Regions from separate parts of the Mus musculus genome. Here region 1 is linked to region 2. A link is a contact called in public promoter capture Hi-C data. All regions are on one chromosome and are shown on one strand. Each heading gives the region's core, a stretch centred on a gene start, on an enhancer-like site or on the middle of the called end of the contact. The rest is flanking DNA. Distances are from core to core; before and after follow the strand shown. Region 1 holds the start of Fam219b (family with sequence similarity 219, member B). Region 2 holds the start of 4930430J02Rik (RIKEN cDNA 4930430J02 gene).

Evidence for each region. Capture Hi-C pulls out chosen DNA fragments and counts their contacts.
Region 1: a promoter capture Hi-C map of adipose tissue shows a contact between it and region 2. The contact joins the promoter of Fam219b here to the promoter of 4930430J02Rik in region 2. A contact is called at or near these places in 4 of 39 promoter capture datasets (3T3-L1-derived adipocytes, embryonic stem cells, liver and 1 more), 1 of 115 datasets of contacts at active chromatin or transcription factors (pancreatic cancer cells) and 1 of 9 other capture datasets (adipose tissue).

What each region holds. Positions count from the first base shown.
Region 1 is chr9:57,536,113-57,542,170 of GRCm38.p6, reverse strand. It overlaps Fam219b (family with sequence similarity 219, member B), which reads right to left and starts at 4,643. Exons shown (of 5, transcript NM_001166364.1): 1 at 4,337-4,643; 2 at 4,060-4,147; 3 at 3,283-3,360; 4 at 2,877-2,925; 5 at 1-1,516. The coding sequence starts at 4,550. The coding sequence ends at 1,352.
Region 2 is chr9:57,388,105-57,394,721 of GRCm38.p6, reverse strand. 4930430J02Rik (RIKEN cDNA 4930430J02 gene) reads right to left here and starts at 3,652. Exons shown (of 3, transcript NR_040729.1): 1 at 3,529-3,652. It also overlaps a transcript of Ppcdc not described here.

The sequences.
Region 1 (6,058 bases), core at 3,394-5,893, 150 kb before region 2:
CCCTTATGCTGGGAACCGTATCTACCCCAAGCCTCACCACACACCTGGGTAAGATAAAGCAAAGAGGCCAGGCAGTGGTGGCGCACGCCTTTAATCCCAGCACTTGGGAGGCAGGGGCAGGTGGATTTCTGAGTTCAAGGTCAGCCTGGTCTACAGAGTAAGTTCCAGGACAGCCAGGGGGCTACACAGAGAAACCCTGTCTCGAAAAACCAAAAAAAAAAAAAAAACCCCAAAGAGGAGGACCCGGGCAGAGGGGGACTGGGAAAACTAGATTCCAGGAAGAGGCTTAGTACTGAGTCTCAGGCTTGGGGCTTAGCTGTGTTCTCCCAGAGGCTTTTTTTTTTGTTTTGTTTTGTGCATCAGCCCTAGCCTTGCACAGGCTAGGCAAGTGCTCTACCAGCCTGTGAGCCCTGTGCTGGGGAGAGAAATGTGCCTTGTTAGAGGGAAGGCCTCCTTGCACTGCAGATTCATCAACTCAAGTGGGGTCCAGGAGCTGGCTTAAGTCTCCCCTTCCCATCCTGTCTAAACATTTCCATGTAGGCCAGAGTCACACAGCTACACCAGGACACCTCTCATCCATCAATACTTCTCAAAAGCTTACACAGCTAAACATAGGAAGGCACTAACTTCCCAGCAGCTCCCTCTGCTGGTAATAACAAAAACTGCAGATTCCTGCCAATCCAATTTTTACCTCAAAAAAAAAAAAAAAAGTCGGAGAAACTCTCCAATGCCAAGGAACTACAGATAAATAAACATATACAACAGAGCAGTTCTCTTGTAACAGGGGAAGGGCCAACAGAGTTACTAAGCCCATCCAGACAGCAGGGCCAGCAGAATGGTCCAAGTTCAGAGGTTCTGAAAGCCACAGGCCCACTCCATCATTAAGTTAGATTCCTTGCTGTAACCTAAGGAACAACCCACTTGGCGCTTCCCAGCTGTATTCTTTGAGATTCCTCCTGCAAGCCATAAAGTGCTGCTCTCTGCCTCTCACCATACCCCCAGCACAGCCTGAGTGAAGGAGTTCGTTCTTTCTTCTCCCTCCTCAGGAGGAGTCAGAATGTCTGTAAATGGTTTTCTTAGCAATCAGCATAAGAACCTCAGGAAGTTTCTCCTCCCTTATTAAAGTGGCTTCCTGAAACTGCCCCAGTGGGAACCTGCCGACTTCCACCTATCACCTATGACCCAGACGGGGGCCTCTGACATGAGAAGCACCAGGTGAGGGCTCCTGTAGGCCACTGGCCTCCCCAGAGGTCAATGCCTCCAGTGGTTCTAGGCTGGCGGTGATACCCAGTGCACTGAGTATCACTGTGAAGGGCCATTGGGGCCATCGGCCCATCCTGGAGGGCTATGGCTACTGGAGGGTACAGGAAGAATCCCCAAGGCAGCACCAGCAGCAAGAACACGCGGAAGAAGCAATAGGCTTAGGAGGAATGAGGTCCAGGTCCTCATCATCTGGAATCTCATCCAGGTGATATCCATCCTGCAGCAGCTGCCGGCTCACATCCTGGTTCACCTGCTAAAGGAAGAGGACAGAAGTGTAAAACAGGATGCGAGGCATACAGAGCTGCTGCCTAAAGGCAGGTCCCTGCTCTACCTAGCCCCAGGCCTCTGCACATCCTGCATTACAGAAGGACGGCCCTTTCTGTGCAGTGTCTTTCCAGCAGTGAGGAACTCCCCAGAGGCTCACTGAGAACCAGCCAGGCTTCTCTTTAAAAATCTGTCACCCAGATATCCATATCAAGATTGAAGAATATGGGGCTGTCCTCTGTGGTGGTACATGCCTTTGATCCCAGCACTTGGGAGACAGGCAGGCAGTTCTGAGTTCAAGGCCAGCCTGATCTACAGAGCGAGTTCCAGGACAGCCAGGGCTATGTAGAGAGGAAGGTTGGCAACAGAAAACTAGGCTTGAGTATTAGAGGTATATGTGGAACAGTAGAAAGTGGTAGGGGGACAGCATTGCTGCTAGTTCCTTCTGTGCTGGCAGGGCTAGGTTCCTGCAAAGCCAGCCTGCTTTCACCAGGGTGCTGGTAGGCAGGACATCAATGATGCTAGGACATTTTTAGACTTGTGATTCTTGACAGAATTTCCTTAGTTTTTGACAATCTTAATGTCTTAGACATATAAGGAGGGTACAATGTGCAAGCTGTTTTCTCCTTTGCAAAACTGAGATTAACCAATGATTCCTAGGAGAATAAAGACGAGCTACCCAGTGCGGCCATGTCCCTAACTGCAGCTCATTTGTACTTGTACTGGCACATGGTACCATGCCTGGCTGAGAATTTTCTGTCCCTTTGGTTCTCGCTGGGACAATCACTCTAGAAAGATGTCCTAAAGACCAGCCTAGGAGGTGTGCTCATACTATTGCCAGAGATGGAACTGAAGAAAGCAAGCTCAGTGGAAGATGGGTGGGGGAGGGTTGAATGCTGACTCAGAGAAAAAAAGGGAAGCCTTGAATTACCTTTCAACACTGGAAGGCAAACCTATGACCAGTGGGTCCAGGCTGCAAGAAACAGAAGACCTGGAAACTACCCAAAGAGGGCAGCAAGCAATGTTTCTTAGATGTAGTGAGTGACCAATCACAAGAAGCATTCCAGCACAGTTTATAGACACTTAGCCGGAACTTAGAAAGAGGATTCCAAGATTATGGACTTGACATCACTTCTAGCTCTGAGGATATATAGTCTCCTGAATTTCAACAGCCATCCTAAGATGCCTGTCTCTCTTTGCTTAGGGAAGAGGGAATAGTGGAAGACTAGGGAGCAAAGTGGAATCTAGCACCGTGCTGTGCACACAGCAGGCAGCACAAACATTTTGGCAGTGGTGGGTGGTGACCTGCCTGCAGCCTGACCCTGCACAGATAGGCGCTCTGGACTTGCCTCTGCAGAGGAATACCCGGAGGAATATCTGGATTCCAGCTCCCCATCACTAGGAGAAGAGGAAGACAATCAGTTCAGGGGACATCTCTGTGGCACAGCTGCAAATGGCGAGGGCATGCAAGGGGGTCTGAAGGACTTGTGAAGCAAAGACTGCACACCAGAGAACTCAAGCCCAGAGTCCCAGTGAGCACCAATGGCTCCCGCAGGTGATTCTCGCTAAAAGTGCAAGCCCAATAGGACAGGAACACTTCCAGCCATGCTATCCCTGGAAGGGACAGCAGTCAAAAGAGAGCAGCCCTGGAGTGTACATGAAGGGCCTCGGGGGAGAAAGGCAGCAGGCAAGGGCATCAAGCACTCTGCTGATCTATTCAAGTCACTGCTGACTATTTCCAAGGAAAGCACTCACCTGTCAGAGTCGAGGGACACCAGGTTTTCATCTGGACTCTGGCTAAGAGCAGTGTAGCCCTTGTTAAACTTCACTGACCTGAGATGGGGCGGGGAAGAAAGCAGAGGCATTTCACAGGGAAGGCCAGAGCCCTGATCCCTATGCAGAAAGAACTGAGTGGACTATTCCAGACTTTCCTTCTACCCGGTCACAGTCACCACGAACTGCTGTTCTATGCAGTTGGCTCCGGCTTCTCGGATTCTTTTCTGGCCCACTCTACTGCACTGAAAGCTCCTAGGAAAGGCCCACCTCCCCATTTCAGGAACCAGGTAAAAAGCTGCATCTTTCCACCTTAGCCTGGGGATCCCAGGCAAGTCACATTTGAGTTTCAGCTATAAACAGCTGTGTGAGGTCTTATTCAGCTCTAAGAGGGTACCATTCTGCCTTTAAAAAACAAACAAAAAAAACTCCAAAAATACTGCACGGGCTCTCCATCTTCACTCCCGGGACTCCAGCAACCATCTCATCCTTTAATGCTATCCTATCTGTGCACTGATGCAACTCCCCTTTTACAAAGTCTATTTTATGACTTTTCTATTTTGCACAGTCTTTTAATAAAGAGTAGAGGTAGTTCCAGTTCTCACTCTCCCACCCAGCCCCATCCCTCCTAGTTCCCATTCTTAAGATACCAGCAAATAAGCTAGCTAGCTCAACCTTAAACAGTGCCCTGATTCCCAAACAGGAAGGGATAGGGCCTTTGAACGCTGCTGACAGAGGAAGTAAAAAGCCCAGTGAGACCTTTTCCCTGAAGAATCGGGTCGGTTCGTCAAGGCACCCAGCATGCCCTTTCTCCGCAGAACGGCCTTGGCATGGTCCCGGTGCTTCTCTGGAAGTCAAAGGGTCTTATGTCAGCCAGGTCTTCCCCATTCTGCTGCTTTTCGGACTGTCGGGGACAGGAGAGGGCTGCACCTAAACCCCCTCCACTCTGGGGACAAGATCACGGGGCTCTAGAGACCAACCCCAGGCCACAGCAACCCGCTCGGGCAGAGACCCTTATGCAGCCCACTGCACTCACTCAGCTTAGCCTGAATGGAAGGTGCGCGTGTCACCAAGTAGGGTCCCCGCTTCTCCATGGCGGGGGGCGGGCGTTCCCCGAGCCGGAGGCCCGCGCCGCCGCTCTGTCCGGAGGGCAGCCCCGCAGTTCCTGCCACGCTGTCGGGAGCCGCGCCAGGCTGAGACCCCTGGGTGGACATCCGCACCGCATGCCCGCGGAACTCCTCGGTCGCCATGACCGGTCCCGCCCCGCTCCGCCAGTGGCCAGACCGGCGCGGGGAAGAACGAATGACAAGACGTAACACGCCTTTAGAAAGATGGCGGCGCGCAGGCGCGGGTTTCCCTTGGCGCTTTCCGGCCGCCTGCTGCGGAGAGAGCATCAAGGTTCCGCCCTACCCGTCAGGAACTGGCCAGCCCAGGTCTTGCCTTTCAGGTACTCTGAGACCCGAAGTCTGTCTGAGCCTGTGGATGTGCAGGAAAGTCAGTTCAGTCTGTAGTCAAGTAAAATGACACATGGTAGGCTAGCGGGTTGTGCCGACCCAAGTCGCGTTGCAGGCCTCTTTCACCGCAGCCGGGGCTCCTTTAAGACCAATACAGGAGGGGTCGGGCTCATATGAAGGGGCTACAGGGCTCTTCTCTAGAAAACAGGCCTGGGAGGGTCAGGATTTACCCACGGCATCCTACACAAATGCCACCGGTTTTTGGTTTCTTGCCTGTCCGAGACCTTGGCAACAGCTGGCTCTTTTTTGTTTGTTTTTTGTTTTTTTCCGAGGCAGGTTTTCTCTGTGTAGCCCCCTGGCTGTCCTAGAACTCACTCTGTAGACCAGGCTGGCCTCGAACTCAGAAATCTGCCTGCCTCTGCCTCCCAAGTGCTGGGATTAAAGGCATACACCACAGCTGGCTCTCTTTAGGCATATTTCCACACTTAAATACAACCTTGGGGCTGGAATTATATAGCCCAGAGATAGACTTCTTGCCTGGCATGCAAAAGGCCTCCCTCCCTCCCTCTCCTTTTCCCTCTCTCTCTTTCCTCTTCTCTCCCTCCCTCTTTTGGTGGTAAAATGGGAAGTTAGGAATGATGGTGCACACCTGTAAGCTCAGGTCAAGGGAGGTGGAGGCCGAGTTCATGACAAGCCTGGGCTATAAGTCCTTGTCTTAAAAAAAAAAAAAAAAAAAAGAACGAAAGTCCTGCAGTAGCAAAAATAAATTGGACACCAGCAAGCAGGGTGAAAGTGCACTCTTGAGTCTATGTGGCAGGGTACAAGGCTGTGTCAAGACTCTTGACTCTGGCCCCCAAGGGATGTGCTTGTGTCTGGCTGGAAATAAGCTCCAGATCCTTGTAGAAACTGCCAAATATCGCGAGACTGTTCCATGGCTAACACATTGTCAAAGGGTAGGTCAATATTGTACAGCCGAAACCCAGGGACAAAAGAACAAAAAATGCTGCATAGGAGAAAAAGAAGCATTTGGGATCAGAGCTTTGGGAAAAAAAAAAAATCAGATTTGATAAAACCTATGCTATCTTGTGAATTCCACCCCAAACTATCTGCCGGACTCCTTTTATTTTTAGGCAGAATCTCGCTATGTAGCTCAGACTGGCCTTAAACTCACAATCCCCGAGCTTTGGTTTCCCAGGTACTGGAATTGCAGGTTTACACTACCATTCCCAGCTGTTGGAATTGCTTACTTCCAGAAACACACAACTCAGTTTATTGTTCAGCTGGGGAATACAGCTCAGTTGTTG
Region 2 (6,617 bases), core at 2,403-4,902:
TGTGTGTGTTTGTGTGTGTGTGTATGTATGTGTAATGTGTATGTGTGGGTTTGGGCACATATACATTTCTGTGAAAATAAGAGGACAACTTCTGGTGTTGATCCTAACTTTGTTAAGATGGGGTCTCTTGTTATTTGATGCTGGCTGCAAGCTTCCAGGGTTCTCAGATCCCTCCTCTCATGGTGGTTAGAGCACTGGGCTATAAATATGCATAGGCTCTGAGTTCTAGACTCAGGCTTTTATACTTGGAAAAGCCTGTTACCCACTGAGCCATCTCCTCAGCCCAGTTATGCACTTGGCTGGCCCTCTTTTTACACCTAAGCCTAAAATGAACTTCAAAGATGGGCCTGGCGGCACTGCTGGGTTTCCATTTGTTCCTTCAGTTCTTTCCTGTCTATTGGCAGTGGAAGGATGGAAGCACAGCTGCATGCTGTTGCCCACAGCAACCTGAGAAGTTCCAATTTGCCTTAGGGACCTCCACTCAAGCAAACCCAGTATTCTTGTCTTTACCACAGAAAAAAAAATGTCGGGATAAATCAGTATGAAGAGGCAGAGTTGGAGTTTATTAAGAGATTACAACACAGATTTTAAGCATGATGGTTAAGAAAAAGAGGCCCCCAGGAGAAGACAAGACAGAGAAGACAAGACATACCTGCGTGTGGTTGTGGGCTTCTTGAAGGAGAGCTGAGCTTAGGTGTGTTTACACTGGTTACGTAGGAGCCTGAGCCTTTCTAGATTACCGATCAGAAATTGTAATTTACAGCAAGGTTTAAAGATTTGCCTTTTGTAAGCAAAATTGTAAGGTAGATTTGTGAGGGGTGTTCCTTATATTTGGGATAAGAAGCAAGTGTCAAAAACCCATAATTGTAGATTATTTTAGTCCTATATGAGCACATTTGATTTATTGTCTTTGACATCTTTGATTGTACTGTTTTTCAGAAGAACACGCATTGTCTCAGAGGGGATTTTGGCTTAGTCAGTAGTGTCTGAAGTTTCTTGATGCTGTTAGAAGGGTAGCCAAACCAGATGACAAAGTAGAAGAGGCGTTTTACAAAATTATTCTTATTTTATGTGCATGAGTGCTTTGCCTGCATGTATGAATGTGTACCCTCTGTGTGCCTGGTGCCTGCTGAGACTGGGAAAGGGCATCAGATCCCTGGAACCGGAGCTACAGATGGTTGTGTGTTGACATGTGGGTGCTGGGAATCGACCAGTAAGCTTCAAAGGCCCTTTTTCTTTATCAGTGTTGAGGTTCAAGGAGTTCATTTTTCATATCCCCTTTTATCTCCACTCAGAAACTAGGCCATGGACCATTTGCTCTCTATCCTGAGTGTAAGGTACTTTACTGCTACAGCTGATCAGCTTGTCTGAATTGCTCTGGGACTGGAGGCTTCAGCCTCCCGGTTTGGCACCTTGTGGTGAGAACAGCTGGAGGCTAGGTAAAAAGACTTGCAGGGAATTGTGCTTCTCCAAGTTAAAGTCTTGGGGAGGAGAGGGGAGAGGGACTTATCTCTGCCTTTTGTTCTCAGTACTTGCATGACTCTCAGAGCATGCATTCACATGGTAAAAAAGCTCACTGTGAGTCTGCACATAAATTCAGTCATAAATTGAGTAAGAGGTTATAAAAGAGAATGCCTACATACATATACACTAAGAGCAATCATCTGGCTTAACTTTCACCATTGGTTACTGGCTTTCAGGGTCACGAAAAGTTCAAGACAGTAACTAAGCCATCCTTGAAATTTTGTTTAGACAAACCAAGTCAATATCTTATCTCCTGTTTTTGCACCTGGGGTCCAGTGGTGTATGTCTTCTTTATGACATTTGGTTAATGGTTTCTGTAACCCCTTGGAATGTGCCCTAAGTTTTAGAAGTCTGCTGTTATCTCAGAAGCAATTAAGCAGTCCTGATATAAAAGGAACTTGAATGTCTCTATCTGGGTTGCCAATTCTTGGTGGACTCTGGCATGCTAGGAGTTTCTGCAGAATAAATGCTCTTTATTTTTGCATACTATCTGAGTCCAGGGTCTTCCTTCAGCGATTTTCAGACCCTTATAGGTTTAGATGTTTGTCACGGTGCCAGCTTTTCCAAGGGTAGAGGAGATCCAATTAACCCATCTTTCTTTCTTTTTTTTTTTTTTTAACACTTTTTTTTAAATTAGGTATTTTCCTCATTTACATTTTCAATGCTATCCCAAAGGTCCCCCATACCCACCCACCCCCACCCCATCTTTCTATTTTGTTATTTTTATTTTTAAAAAATGTTATGGACCAGTGATATGGTTCTTCTGGTAGAGGTACTAACTGACTCCCATAAATTGTCTGCCACACATGCACAAGTACACTTGAGTGTGCATGTGCACTGTGCTTTCACACAAACTAAATACAAATGCAATAAAATAATTTTTTTCCAGTTACTAGGAGTTGAATCCAGGTCCTCACACATGCTAGGCAACTAACAACACAATATCACTGAGCTGCACTTTTAGCTCCTTTTAAAGTTTTACTTAATTTTGGTTTTTCAAGACAGGGCTTCTCTGTAGAGCCCTGGCTGTCTTAGAACTCAGTCTGTAGACCATCTAACCTTGAACTCAGATATCTACCTGCCTCTGCTTCCTAAGTGCTTGGATTCAGGGAATGTACCACCACCACCCGGCTTAAACATTTATTTTGAAATGGTACTGCTCTGTAGTCCAGACTGGTCTTGAATTTGCAATCTTTCTTCCTCAGCCTCCCAAATAGCTCAGATCATAAGCATTTACCTCTGCTTACAGCAAAAGTAACTTTTATGATACAATAAATAGGCCAGTTGTGTGTGGTGGCCCTGTAGGATAAAAAGTTTCAGCGCATTTCCTGGCTTTGAAACCCCACCAATCCCTGAACTCGAAAACTCACCAATTTCTGGGCTCAGGACTTGAAATCCCATCAATCTCCATCCTGGAAAACTCTACCCCCAACCCTCCCCAACAAACTCTATATAGAGCCTACTTTGCCTGGCTCTCTGCTGCTCATCCCACCCCACACCCCACCCGGGACAGAGGCAGCTGCCCTTTGTGTCTTTTCCAATAAATCTCTAGTGTGAGGTTTGTTGTGAGGTGTGACTTTGTAGTATTTCTTGGTTCTCAACTGCCAGATTAAGTCCCTTCAGAGCTGTACTACTTACAAGCACTGACCAGGAATCTTAGTACTCAGGAGATTGAAACAAAACAAGAGGATCAAAAATCACGAGGCCATTTTGACCTACATACCAAAAGCCGGTCTCAAAATCAAACAAATAAAATGCAATAAACATATTTGGGAAAGACAAAAAGTAAATAATTAAAGTGAGTTTGGTAAGAGTTCAGGCACAGTGAAAGAACAAAAACCAAAGCAACTTCTTAGCAGGATCGCTCTGTGCTGTTATGTAACAATTTCCTCTGAGATTGAAACATTTTATCCTGCAGAAAGCTCCTTAAGCAGGAAGATAAACAACTCAAAATAGCTTCAGGAAGTTCCTGAAAGTAACCAGATTCATTAGGCTCCTCCTTACCATAGTAAACAATAAAAGCTAAGACAATCCCTCTCAGAGGAAAGAAACTGAGCTGCAAAGATTCTGAGACAAGATCCGCTATGTGGGAGAAGCAGAAACCAGCTGAGCGGCCTGAAAGAGATTTAAATCAGTTACTTGGAAAGGACACTCTCCACCCAGTTGAGCGGCCCAAAGGCTGCACATTGTGTTCCAAGTTCCCAGCTTTGTGAGCTGTCAGCCATGCTTGGTGATGTCAGCCATGTCTTGGTGATGCAATTGTCTTTGAGTCATTTCTGCTCCTATAAGTAACCTCTCACCCATATTCCTGTAATTAATCTCAGTAAAATTCATTAATTCACTGGATTGGACTTTATCCATATTTTGTTCTTTCTGGAGTGAGTAGGTGTGTATTGTGTCTCCCAGGAAGAGTTTGGTCACACAGTAAATGCCAGTCTGGGGTACATAGTGAGTTCCAATCCCCAGGGCTACAGAGTGAGACCTAGACCTACTATCTCCCCCCACCTCATCCTCTACCAACACACACACACACACACACACACACACACAGAGAGAGAGAGAGAGAGAGAGAGAGAGAGAGAGAGAGGATTTTAGACCTCTAAATTCTCAGTGTGATAGTTTCAATGGCCTCCATAAGTTCATATATTTGAATTTTTAGTGTTTAGTTGATGGAACTATTTGAGAAAGATTAGAAGTATGGCCTTGATGAAGAAGATTTCAAAAGCCCACATTTTTCAGTTTCTCTCTCTCTCTCTCTCTCTCTCTCTCTCTCTCTCTCTCTCTCTCTCTCTCTCTCTCTCTCTGACTAGGCTCACAGGCTACTGCTCCAGTGCTATGCCTGTCTGCCTGATGCTCACCACCACAATGATCATGGTTACCTTCTGAAACTATTAGCCCCTAAATTAAGTGCTTTCCTCTATAAGTTTCCTTGGTCATGGTGGTTTGTTTTTTTTTTTTTTTTAAGATTTATTTATTTATTTTTTTGTATATGAGTACACTGTAGCTGTTCAGATGGTTGTGAGCCTTCGTGTAGTTGTTGGGAATTGAATTTTAGGACCTCTGCTTGTTCTGGTCAACTCTACTCACTTCAGTCAACTCAGTCACTGCTCGCTCTGGCCCAAAGATTTATTTATTATTATACATAAGTACACTGTAGCTGTCTTCAGATACACCAAAAGGGGGCACTAGATCTCATTACAGGTAGTTGTGAGCCACCATGTGGTTGCTGGGATTTGAACTCAGGACCTTCGGAAGAGCATCCAGTGTTCTTACCCGCTGAGCCATCTCGCCATGGTATTTGACATGGTAATAAAAAAAAAAAAGAAAAGAAAAGCAAGATACTCAACAAATTTCTAAAATCATATTAAAATTCACAAAGCATTTTGAAAATAATGAGACATTTATATTTCACCTAGCAATTGGCAGACTCATTGTATAGAGAAATTTGGTCAGGTGACGGTGACACACACTTTTAATTCCAGCACTCTCTGTGAGTTTGAGGCCAGTCTGATCTAAATAGTGAGTTCTAGGACAGCCAGGGCTACAGAGTGAAACCCTATTTTGAGAAAGGAAAAAAAAAAAAAAAAAGAAAGAAAAAACCCCAGCAGATTTGGGTTCAGTAGTATAGAACTTACCTATCATGTGTAAGGCTCTAGGTTTGATCACCTGAATGAGTGTTCCTGGGTGAGAGTCTCTCATTAGGTAGACTAGACTGGCTTTGAACTTCTGGCCATCCAGTCCCAGCCTCCTCAGTGCTGCTGTTGCAGAATTGTGCTGGAGAGATACAAGGCACCCTGCCCTTGTCTCTGCTTTAATCCTTGGCACTGAGTCTCACACTCCCTTTCATGCTAAGTCAGCCAGCCAGCTCCCCCACCCCACCCTCGGTGCAGATGCCTCCTGCCTTTGAAGGAAGGAGAAAATTAGTGCCCTTGAAGTGATAAGGCCTCCACTCTAGAGCTATGGGGGAAGAGGCAACTAAGTGTTCCCAGACAGCTGTGGCCAGCTTGTAAAAATACACTAGCCTCTGATAATGGAATAAGTTATTTCTTCCCAGGTCAAAAAGATTCTTTTCCTGCTGTATGGTCCTGCCTTGCTGTCTGAACAAACATATTCGGTTCTGAAGGATACCATTCCTTTACCCTCTACCCAATCATGTAACACCAAGGCTCGAAAGCACCAGCTTATGCATCTCCCATATATACTCCAAACCCCTAGACGTGAGCATCGCATTCCTAACCTGCAAAGCAGGGAAAGCTGTGATCTGAGTCTGGATTCGAATAAAGGCTCTTTTGTGTACTTGCATCGGTGTTATGATCTCTGGTGGTCTCCTGGGCATAATAGTGCTACCAAGACGTCTCCCCACCCTTGTATATTAAAGCACAAATGTGTGGAAAAGGGTAACAGAAGGCAGAATAACAAATAAATCACAATGCCTGCACTTCAGCTTTTCTTTCTCTGTGGGCCATGGCTGGAAATTACAACTTAGTGAGTGAGGAGAAAGTCCTTTAACTTAATTAATTAATTAACTAATTTAATGAGGGGAGAGAAAGGGCTTAGGGTGACAGTGTCAGAAGACAAGTCCACTCTTCCTTCTACCTCTTCTCTCTCTCTCTCTCTCTCTCTCTCTCTCTCTCTCTCTCTCTCTCTCTCTCTCTCTCTCTCTCATCTGTCAGTTTCTGTCTACAGGGGATTAGTTGTCTCTAGAGCTTCTGGCTGATTCTCCTGTCTCTCTGTCCCATATCACGATAAGGATGGAGGAGAGCTACTTCATCTGGTTTTTACATGAATTCTGAGGCTCACACACTGTTCAGCAGGCTCATACAACAAACAGTTTTCCTTGCTCAGCCAGCTCTCTATCCCTGAAAGTCCTTTTAAACAAATAGTCTCCAGGTAACTTATCTATACACCAAAATAATAAGTAAATATACTAAGAAATAGATTCGTACCAGACTTATAATGTAGACAGTCACCTTCTCATTGTGTACAGCAATGAGCTAAAAACGATCACAGATCTAAAGTAAGTAACTAATATAACAAACTACAAAAATATAAAATATATACAAAAATAGAAAAATTAGTCTTGATCAAATATC